Regions from separate parts of the Mus musculus genome. Here all the other regions are linked to region 2. Evidence: chromatin contacts called from public Hi-C data. All regions are on one chromosome and are shown on one strand. Each heading gives the region's core, a stretch centred on a gene start, on an enhancer-like site or on the middle of the called end of the contact. The rest is flanking DNA. Distances are from core to core; before and after follow the strand shown.

Evidence for each region. A called contact is a pair of places that touch in the nucleus more often than the background predicts.
Region 1: a contact with region 2 is called in a Hi-C map of the N1E-115 cell line, with 6 times the contacts expected there. The contact joins the enhancer-like site here to the promoter of Mab21l2 in region 2. A contact is called at or near these places in 2 of 39 promoter capture datasets (both in liver), 2 of 484 Hi-C or Micro-C datasets (the N1E-115 cell line and nephron progenitors), 5 of 115 datasets of contacts at active chromatin or transcription factors (embryonic hindbrain, embryonic stem cells, neural tube and 1 more) and 3 of 9 other capture datasets (adipose tissue, liver and pancreatic islet).
Region 3: a Hi-C map of the G1E-ER4 cell line shows a contact between it and region 2, with 5 times the contacts expected there. The contact joins the enhancer-like site here to the promoter of Mab21l2 in region 2. A contact is called at or near these places in 2 of 39 promoter capture datasets (hippocampal neurons and liver), 1 of 15 datasets of contacts at CTCF or cohesin (CD8 T cells), 4 of 484 Hi-C or Micro-C datasets (the G1E-ER4 cell line and liver), 4 of 115 datasets of contacts at active chromatin or transcription factors (T-cell acute lymphoblastic leukemia, embryonic hindbrain and embryonic stem cells) and 4 of 9 other capture datasets (adipose tissue, embryonic stem cells, liver and 1 more).

What each region holds. Positions count from the first base shown.
Region 1 is chr3:86,423,799-86,426,737 of GRCm38.p6, reverse strand. All of the region lies in intron 36 of Lrba (LPS-responsive beige-like anchor), which reads right to left. Among named protein-coding and RNA genes, the nearest start is that of Gm25039, 41 kb to the right of the region's middle. Within about 2 kb of position 1,382, at least 5 of the 459 cell types and tissues checked have an H3K27ac peak or open chromatin away from gene starts, as enhancers often do. A contact at or near this core is called in the N1E-115 cell line, where this site is marked.
Region 2 is chr3:86,546,971-86,549,901 of GRCm38.p6, reverse strand. It overlaps Mab21l2 (mab-21-like 2), which reads left to right and starts at 1,619. Exons shown (of 1, transcript NM_011839.4): 1 at 1,619-2,931. The coding sequence starts at 2,211. All of the region lies in intron 40 of Lrba (LPS-responsive beige-like anchor), which reads right to left. Gm31677 (a long non-coding RNA gene) reads left to right here. Exons shown (of 5, transcript XR_375777.3): 3 at 888-951.
Region 3 is chr3:86,628,277-86,631,087 of GRCm38.p6, reverse strand. The region is part of intron 44 of Lrba (LPS-responsive beige-like anchor); the gene reads right to left. Among named protein-coding and RNA genes, the nearest start is that of Gm31677, 78 kb to the right of the region's middle. Within about 2 kb of position 1,492, at least 4 of the 459 cell types and tissues checked have an H3K27ac peak or open chromatin away from gene starts, as enhancers often do. A contact at or near this core is called in the G1E-ER4 cell line, where this site is marked.

The sequences.
Region 1 (2,939 bases), core at 133-2,632, 120 kb after region 2:
CTCTTAATTACAGTATTAAACACAAGTCAAAATGATCTACCTAATCGTACCCTTTTCAATTATTCTATATATACTATATCCCTGTGAATTACTTTGAGTCCAAACTAGGCATTGAAAAATGAATGCTTTCCTCTATACCAATCTATCCTCTTGTACCAATATGTTGAGAGAAAGTGCAGACTCATTAATTAGAAGAAAAAGAGACCATCCTTCGTTAGCTTCATTTTAAGTCTCTGCTTAGTTCAATGATCCAGCTCAAATGGCTGAAGGATATTGTACTTCAAACTAAGTCTCCAGTTTCCTTTAATTGAGAACTAAATATTTTCCAAGTAGCTCTCACACAAATATACCTTGCAATGGAGAAGGAGAGCTACAGGAAGATACTTGCCTAAGCAGGACACGGTGCTCAGCTCAACCCCAGGATCATGGCAAAGAACCAAAACAATGTGCAATAAAAATGTGAAATTCTTAGTTGTGAGTCTGTGACATAACTCTGGTATTAATTTGAGAATATAAAGAGAGATATCAATGATGACACAAACAGGCCCTTCTATGGCTAAAACACGGCTGCCACGCATACAAAACATAGTGAACACAGCAATACAGAAAAGTCTATGCAAGGAGTTTAAGTTTTTAAGCAAAATGCAACTTTTAAGAATTGCATTTAAAAACAGCATTCTTAGATATACCAAAGAAAAGTATCAAATTTGGTTTAAAAAAAAAAAAAAAAAGAGCATTCCCTTCAATACAGTAAGAAATTAGTAGTTGTGCGTAGCACTTTAAAAGTCTACCCAGAATAAGCTGGGCACAGTGGCACATTTCTTTAATCCCAGCACTCAGGAGGAAGAGGCAAGAGGATCTCTGTGAGTTCAAGACAGTCTGGTCTACAGAGTGAGTTCCAGGAGGACCAGCACTACATAGTAAGACCTTGTTTCAAATAAATAAATAAATAAATAAAAATTTTTGTTGAAATAATAATAGTTAGACTGTTGTGGATAACCCTGGGGCTAATTATATTTGATGTTAATTCTGTTCTCCTATGAGGGGTTCTGAACGAGGAATGAGTCAGCACTCAAGTGATTTCCTGTAAACCTGCAAAGAGAAAATGGAAGAGGGAGAGGATGCAGAGGAGGAGGAGGAAGAAAAGCAGAGCAGAAGCACATGGCCTGGGGAACTGCAAGTTCTAAAGAGGTCTCATAGATGTGAAAGATGGTAGTGTAGATCTGCCCAATCTGGGCGCACCGCGTGCAGTCATATTAACTGTGTTGTGTTTTCATTGTCCAGGCATACGTGGGAGGAGATTTACTGCAACATTAGACCACCACAGTGCCAAAGCATTATTTGTAAAGTGTAACAAATAACACTGAAAACAGGGGCACAGGAAGTAAGGTCTCCGGTAGATAGCAGGGCTGACCGGCCTGGGAAAGAGACTGAAGTGTGCAACCACCGGGTATGCAGTGCAGTGGTGCATCACCATAGGCAGAGAGTTGACATAAGGTACAAATTGAAGACAGCCCAGAAGCTATATCTTTTTTTTCTTTTTTAGATATTTTCTTTATATACATTTCAAATGCTATCCCGAAAGTTCCCTATACCCTGCCCTCTCACCCCACTCCGGTGCTTCCCCTACCCAGACACTCCCACTTCTTGGCCCTGGCTTTCCCCTGTACTTGGGCATATAAAGTTTGCAATACCAAGGGGCCTCTCTTCCCACTGATGGCCGACTAGGCTATCTTCTGCTACATATGCAGCTAGTGACACGAGCTCTGGGGGGTACTGGTTAGTTCATATTGTTGTTCCTCCTATAGGGTTGCAGACCACCAGAAGCTATATCTTGATGGCTTACCTACAACATCATTTAAATTCTTTTAAACATTCCAATGTATCTAAGAATTTGAACTTCAAATTGAGTTATTTAAGAAAAACAAAATTAAAAGGGTAATTTTACAACAAGATGAACAATGCTATAATATATTACATTACTAGAATACTAAGAAAATAGAATGTCTGTGTTTTTACTGCAAAACAGTGATAAGCAAGTGAGGTAATATGTACTAATAAGATTGAATTAGCTATCCCCACAGATACATTCTAAATTTAATATACATCCCTTGTCTTGTCTGTGGATTAAAATACATGAATAAGCTACTTTTACGCCACATACAGTGAGTTTAATTTTGATAAACAAATACTATGCACTCACATGACTTAAGAGGCAGTGATAGAAATGGTGACCTCTGAGTCAATATTATTTCACTACTTTAAAAGATGTATGTTACATATACTGTTCTAACTCTTAAACAGTATGAGCACCCACAGGCATACATATGTTAAGACATTTTCGTAACCTGTTTAACTTTCTTCTGTAGTTGGATATAAAATATCAACTACAAGATCTATTGTTGTGTGTGTTATATGTATATACATTCATGCATACACAGATGAATATACACACACACACACATATATACACACACACACACAGACACACACACATACATATTCATCTGTGTATGCGTGTGCATGCACCTACTTTCATATGGAAGCCAGAGGTTAACTTTGCAAGTCTTCCTTAATTGTTCCTGACACAATTTCTCAATAAACCGAGAACTTCCCACAGTTCTGCTATGCTCTCTGGCCAGTGAGTTCTGAAGTCTGCCTATCTCTGCCTTTCCAGCATCAGGATTACTGAAACTCACCACAGAGCCACCAGCCAGGTTTTATATATCAGTGGTAGGGATCATATCTCAAGTACCCATTTGTGCAGCAGCCTCCCCAGACCCTCTGCTGAGTTCTTACTTGATATTTTATTCTTTGTGGCATTAACTTCTGAATAATCTCTAAATTTAAAAACTGTCACCCATTAATTCACTGAGGATAAAGTTTTTAATGAACTGTTGGGACTGTGTTTTTAAAATCTCTTCTTGGGTGGACAAGAT
Region 2 (2,931 bases), core at 370-2,869:
TAAAACAACTGAGAGCCCTGGCATCTTAAATTCTGAGATAAACTCCCAGTAGCAAGTGAATCACCTTGCTGCAGCCCTTGTTTTTCCAAAAGTCCTACGAGGCAGCAATCACACAGCTTGTTAAGGATAACACATATTCTAAGGAACAAGAGCGACTGAGTTTTAGTGGGATGCAGGGGAGGAGGAAGGCCATCTGGGTAATCAATAACAGTAAAGTTATAGATTTTTATCCCAGTCAACTCCTTTAAAAGCAAGAATCAATTATGAAAATAAAATTATTCTAAACCAGTACTGCCCAAGAATATGTTCACAATTAACGTCACAGTATTTAAAAAATTAAGAAAACCTGAATTCAGGCTCATTTTTTTCCTTCATTTTAATTTAAGTCTAAACTATTTTGGTAGCTTATTTCAATCAGCAAGTATAACCAAGTAATGTATGCTAATATATAAACTTACAGTTTCTCAAAACTCACATATTTTCTCTCTAGTTATTGGTAAATTCCTATAAGAGTAAAATAATGACACAAAGATAGCTAAATCTAAATTATGAAATAAGGATCAAAAACATATCTGGAGTAGTTTTTGTCCTGTTCTGTATTTTTAACAGCATATGGAAATTACTAACAAGAGATTTATGGTTATAGACTGTCATCCTATCCCCTCCTTTACACATACACAGCAATTCTCCAGCTCTTGGCAACAATGGGATGGGAGGGAAAGAGAAGGGGGGGGGGACTACAAAATTTAAGTCCTTTCTTAAGCTCCCCTTCCTGCTCTCATTTGCCTTCAAGCCAAAGACAGTTTGTTAGAGTCTGCACCTTCTGCAGAATGTTCAGAGACTTAAAACCAAAAGTGAAGCTCACTGAAAGCACTACTACTTTGCAGGAATTGATCCAGCCATACCCAGAGAAGAATCCCTTCTATGAAGACTCTCCTCCTCACTGCAACGGTAAGAAAAGAGGATAAAAAAGAAAATGGGACTATGAAACGAGTGAGAGCATTTGGCTTCTGTCTAGTCCCATTTTCTCACCCCCCACGCCCCCTTTATCAAGTGCAGTGTGGTGGCTGCTGAGGTCCCAAGCTTGTCCTCTCTCTCTCTTTCTCTCGGATTGGCTAAAGCACTGACAGCTTGCATAGGGATTGTAGGAACTGAAGCTCCACCCCTTCACGGTGGCCCAGAACCATTCATAAACTAAGGAGAGAGAGAGAGAGAGAGAGAGAGAGAGAGAGAGAGAGAGAGAGAGAGAGAGAGAGAGAGAGAGAGAGAAGTGTGGGGGGCAGGTATCAGAGGACAGGGGGATGAGGTAGAGACTGCAAACGCAACCCAGAGGAGAGGAAAAACCCGGACTCCTTAGACCTGCACACCAGATACAACGTAAGCAACGATTTAGTCACACTAAAATAGATTTTGCTAGGGCCAAAAGTATAAATAACGAGGCAGAAAAGAATATCAAACAACTTGCAGCAGTTTGCACCTAGAGAAAGGCAGGAAGAACCCACCACAAACAAACCAACCCAATCCAAACAACGCCTCCAGTAGGAAGCCAGGAAAACTGCTACGACACAACCCCCTGAGAAGAGAGGAGACTAGCACGCTGAGACCGCGCGGGGCGTCTGCAAACCTCAGAGTGCGCTGCGGCCTGAGCTGTACTTCGCTGCTCTCCGGGCATTAATTACATCCTTCACTTTCCTTTTGGGGGAGGGTAAGGAAGGCATCACCTACGCTGAGCGAAGGCGTCCAACCATCGAGGGAGAAGTTTCAGAATGAACCACTGAATGTTTTTGTCTTATTTTTAAATTTACTTTGGCACTTATAAGACTTCATTTCCAGATATCTGGGCAATCGTGGCTGCTGCGGACATCTAAGCCTAGCCTCTTGGTAACCTAGTTTTTTCTCTCTCACGATTTCATCCATCTCTCCCGCACAAGGAGAGGCTCGTCTTTATTTTTGCAGGTACTTTCCCCCCTAAATAATATTATTTCTAATTTTCTGCGGAAGAAAGAAAAGAAAATTCCAAAGAGGGAAAAGAAAAGGCCAGCCGGCTATATCATCAGCCGGTCAGCCCAGGTGGAAAGCAAGAGTGAAATTGGGGCTTCAGGGGGAACGCACCGCCTTTCCACAGCCGCAGGGCCACCACCAGTGCGTGAGCCTTGGATCCCTCAACGTATTGCGAGACGCCGGTGTACAGCCCGGACCTGTGCCCCAACATGATCGCCGCTCAGGCCAAGCTGGTTTACCAGCTCAATAAATACTACACCGAGCGCTGCCAGGCGCGCAAGGCTGCGATCGCCAAGACCATCCGAGAAGTCTGCAAGGTAGTGTCGGATGTGCTAAAGGAAGTGGAGGTGCAAGAGCCCCGCTTCATCAGCTCTCTGAGTGAGATTGACGCCCGCTACGAGGGGCTGGAGGTAATCTCGCCCACCGAGTTCGAGGTGGTACTCTACCTCAACCAGATGGGAGTCTTCAACTTCGTGGACGACGGATCTCTGCCCGGCTGTGCCGTGCTCAAACTAAGCGATGGGCGGAAGCGGAGCATGTCTCTTTGGGTCGAGTTCATCACAGCGTCTGGCTACCTTTCTGCGCGCAAGATCCGCTCGCGTTTCCAGACACTAGTAGCCCAGGCGGTGGACAAGTGCAGCTACCGGGACGTGGTCAAGATGATCGCCGACACTAGTGAGGTCAAGTTGCGCATCAGGGAGCGCTACGTGGTGCAAATCACCCCAGCGTTCAAGTGCACCGGGATCTGGCCTCGCAGCGCGGCACAGTGGCCTATGCCCCACATCCCCTGGCCCGGCCCCAATCGGGTGGCGGAGGTCAAGGCCGAAGGGTTCAACTTGCTCTCCAAGGAGTGCTACTCGCTGACTGGCAAGCAGAGCTCCGCAGAAAGCGACGCCTGGGTGCTGCAGTTCGGTGAGGCGGAGAACCGCT
Region 3 (2,811 bases), core at 243-2,742, 81 kb before region 2:
GCCACTAATGACCCGCTTCTGCCAGTTAGGTTCTGCCTCCTAATGCTCAACAGTCTCTTAAGACAGAGCTACCAGCTAAGGAAAGAGCTATCAACAATCACATCGAAATTAACAACTATTGTAAGTGATACCAGCACTAAAATTTAAAATGTAGAGATTGTAAGGTTGGGTATAAAACCATACAGTATTAAATAAAAAGTACCATTAAACATAAAGACAAAGACTGGGTGTTCAAACATGCTCCTCTGTGGACACTGCAGATTCAAAGCTTAACAATAGGATTTTATTTTAGTAACACACTATATTCATGAGAAGCACTGGAAAGTCATGACAATTTTATTATCAGAGAAAACAATGTCTCTCTTAGAATTAGAAGGCACCAAGGTAAGACTGCTCTGCCCATGCTGAGGTGCGGTACACATATGGAGTTTGAGACAGGAAAATGAGCCTGGGTTACATGGTAAGACCTTGTTTAAAAGTAAGAGGTCTGGAGAAAGCTGTTTCCATCCTACTAGAAAAGGTCTATAAAAATCCAAATGTTTTTTGAGATTCTCATAGCAAATTGAGGTAGAAAACAACCAAGTGAACTGAAGCCCCAAACTGACAAGACCATCAATTAAGACGTTGTACAGAAATATAAAAAGTTGACAAAGGAATGCTAGCAAACAAAAATTAAAAATAAAAATAAACCCTTAAAATGCCTAATTTGAGTAAACATATGAGTTTAGAAGATTTGGTACATCCAAAGACACACGCATGTCTGAGATACTTTCCCAGTGGTCTGCACAGGGTGCTCCTGCAAGAGAGCATGAACATGGAAAGACAGAGCAGAGGCAGTCCTCCGTATCGTCACAAAACATCATCACTAACACTAACCCTTCTCATATGAGACCATCCTTTAAGCTGATAGGGAAGACACCACATTCTGTCACACAGAGTCTGGGCAAATGCAGGAAAAGAGAAGGAAAACAATCTAATACAAGAGGCAGACACACTGCTTCAGGGGTAGGTCAAAGCAAAAACCCTTCACTTTGGAGAATGCCAAAAAAATTAAAAAATAAAAATCTCTCTTTGCTGAAAATTTTAACCAACACAAAGGAGAGCTCAGATAGGAGAATCTCCCCTGTTCAAGACCTATCACAGATGACCAGCACATTTGGGTGACGTGAGAGCTGGAGTCCAGAATGCTGAGACGATCTACCTGGGACCACACAGGCCAGAATGCTTGCCACTACATCTGGATGAGAACTAACAAGTGCTCTCACCAGCACTGGTAGGTTTACTTGCAGGGAAAAAACAGTACAAAAGGAAAATGCCTCTCTATATGTATAAGCTTCCAGAATCTGAGGTCAGAAAGGACAGGAAGACTGAGAGAAGTACTCCAGCACCGCTGGGCAAAGTGAAATGGAAACCCTAGCCTGTGAAGCACTGAAGAACTCAGTGCCCTCATTGATAAGACCAAACTGCTCACAGAAGCAGCAACACATACGTTCTAGACAGAAGATATTCATATCTCAGGCTGTAATGTTTTCCTGTCCCAGAGAACTCAGCACTGTAATAATAATGTCAAAAAGGGCAGATAAAGGGAGATAAGAAAGAGAACTGACAGTGACATCAGAACCAGAAAGTGAGAAGTAAGACTTCAAACAACCATGGAAGGAAAGGGAAATGGCTTAGTTTGTCGAATGCCTGCCACACAAGCGGAAGGATCTGAACTCAGATCCATTCTATGCATGTATCTAGGTGTGGTAGAATGTCCCTGTAATCTCGCTGTGGGAAGGGTAGACAGGAGAATCCCTTGAGGCATGCTGATAAGCTATGAGCTCTGGATTCACTAAAAAGACACTGTCTCTTGTCGCAGATCTCCTAAATATAAGATGGAAAGGGATAGAAGACGACACCTGGCATTGACTTTGGTCTCCACATACATATACACACAAACACATACATATACACACATACATATACACACAAACAAGTACACATGTATAAACCACACACACAAATAATTTTAAAACGCTATAACAAAATTAGCATTAAGTATAAATGTTAACAACACTGAAATTAAAGTGTAGAGACAGTAAGATTGGGTACAAACCCATATAGTACGAAACACTTTATACAAAATAGAGTTGTTAAACATAAAGACAAATATTAGGTTTTTAAAGATGGAAAGAAGATAGTGTGAAGAGTCACTGAAACAACATTATCATACAAATATCAGAAAAAGCAGTAGGATTCCTATAAGCATAATGTGAGATATTACAAAATATGCACCTATACACTTATTAGGAAATCGTGATTTAAAAGTGTGTGTGTGTGTATTTGTTTCCTGGGACTCCTGCAACAAAGTACCACAACTGAATGGCTCCAAACAATAGAAACCTACCTCTGCCTAGGTACAGAGAAATCTGAAATGGACTGTTGTCAGTGTCAGGGAGCACTGATCTCTCTGAGGCCTCTTGAGGAGGGCCCTCCTTAGCAGCATAACTCTGACCGCAGCTTCTGTTGTCACAGTTCTCTGTGGGCCAGGTGTCCTCATTTTGTCAGGAGCACATCTACATCACAGCATAAGGGCTGGTTCCACCCTAACGGCTGCACCTTAGCTTTATTATATTTGTGGAGACTTCATTAACCCAGTATAAGGCTTAGCTGTTATCTTTAAAAGAATCTGAACCTGGGTCCCTAAATGTATTATTTGGGGACATATTCAATCCAAATCTGATGAAAAGATAAAAATGGACATATCTCAAAATTTTTAAACAAGTTAAAATTACTGATTTTTTTCAGTAACAAATTTAATTAAATAAA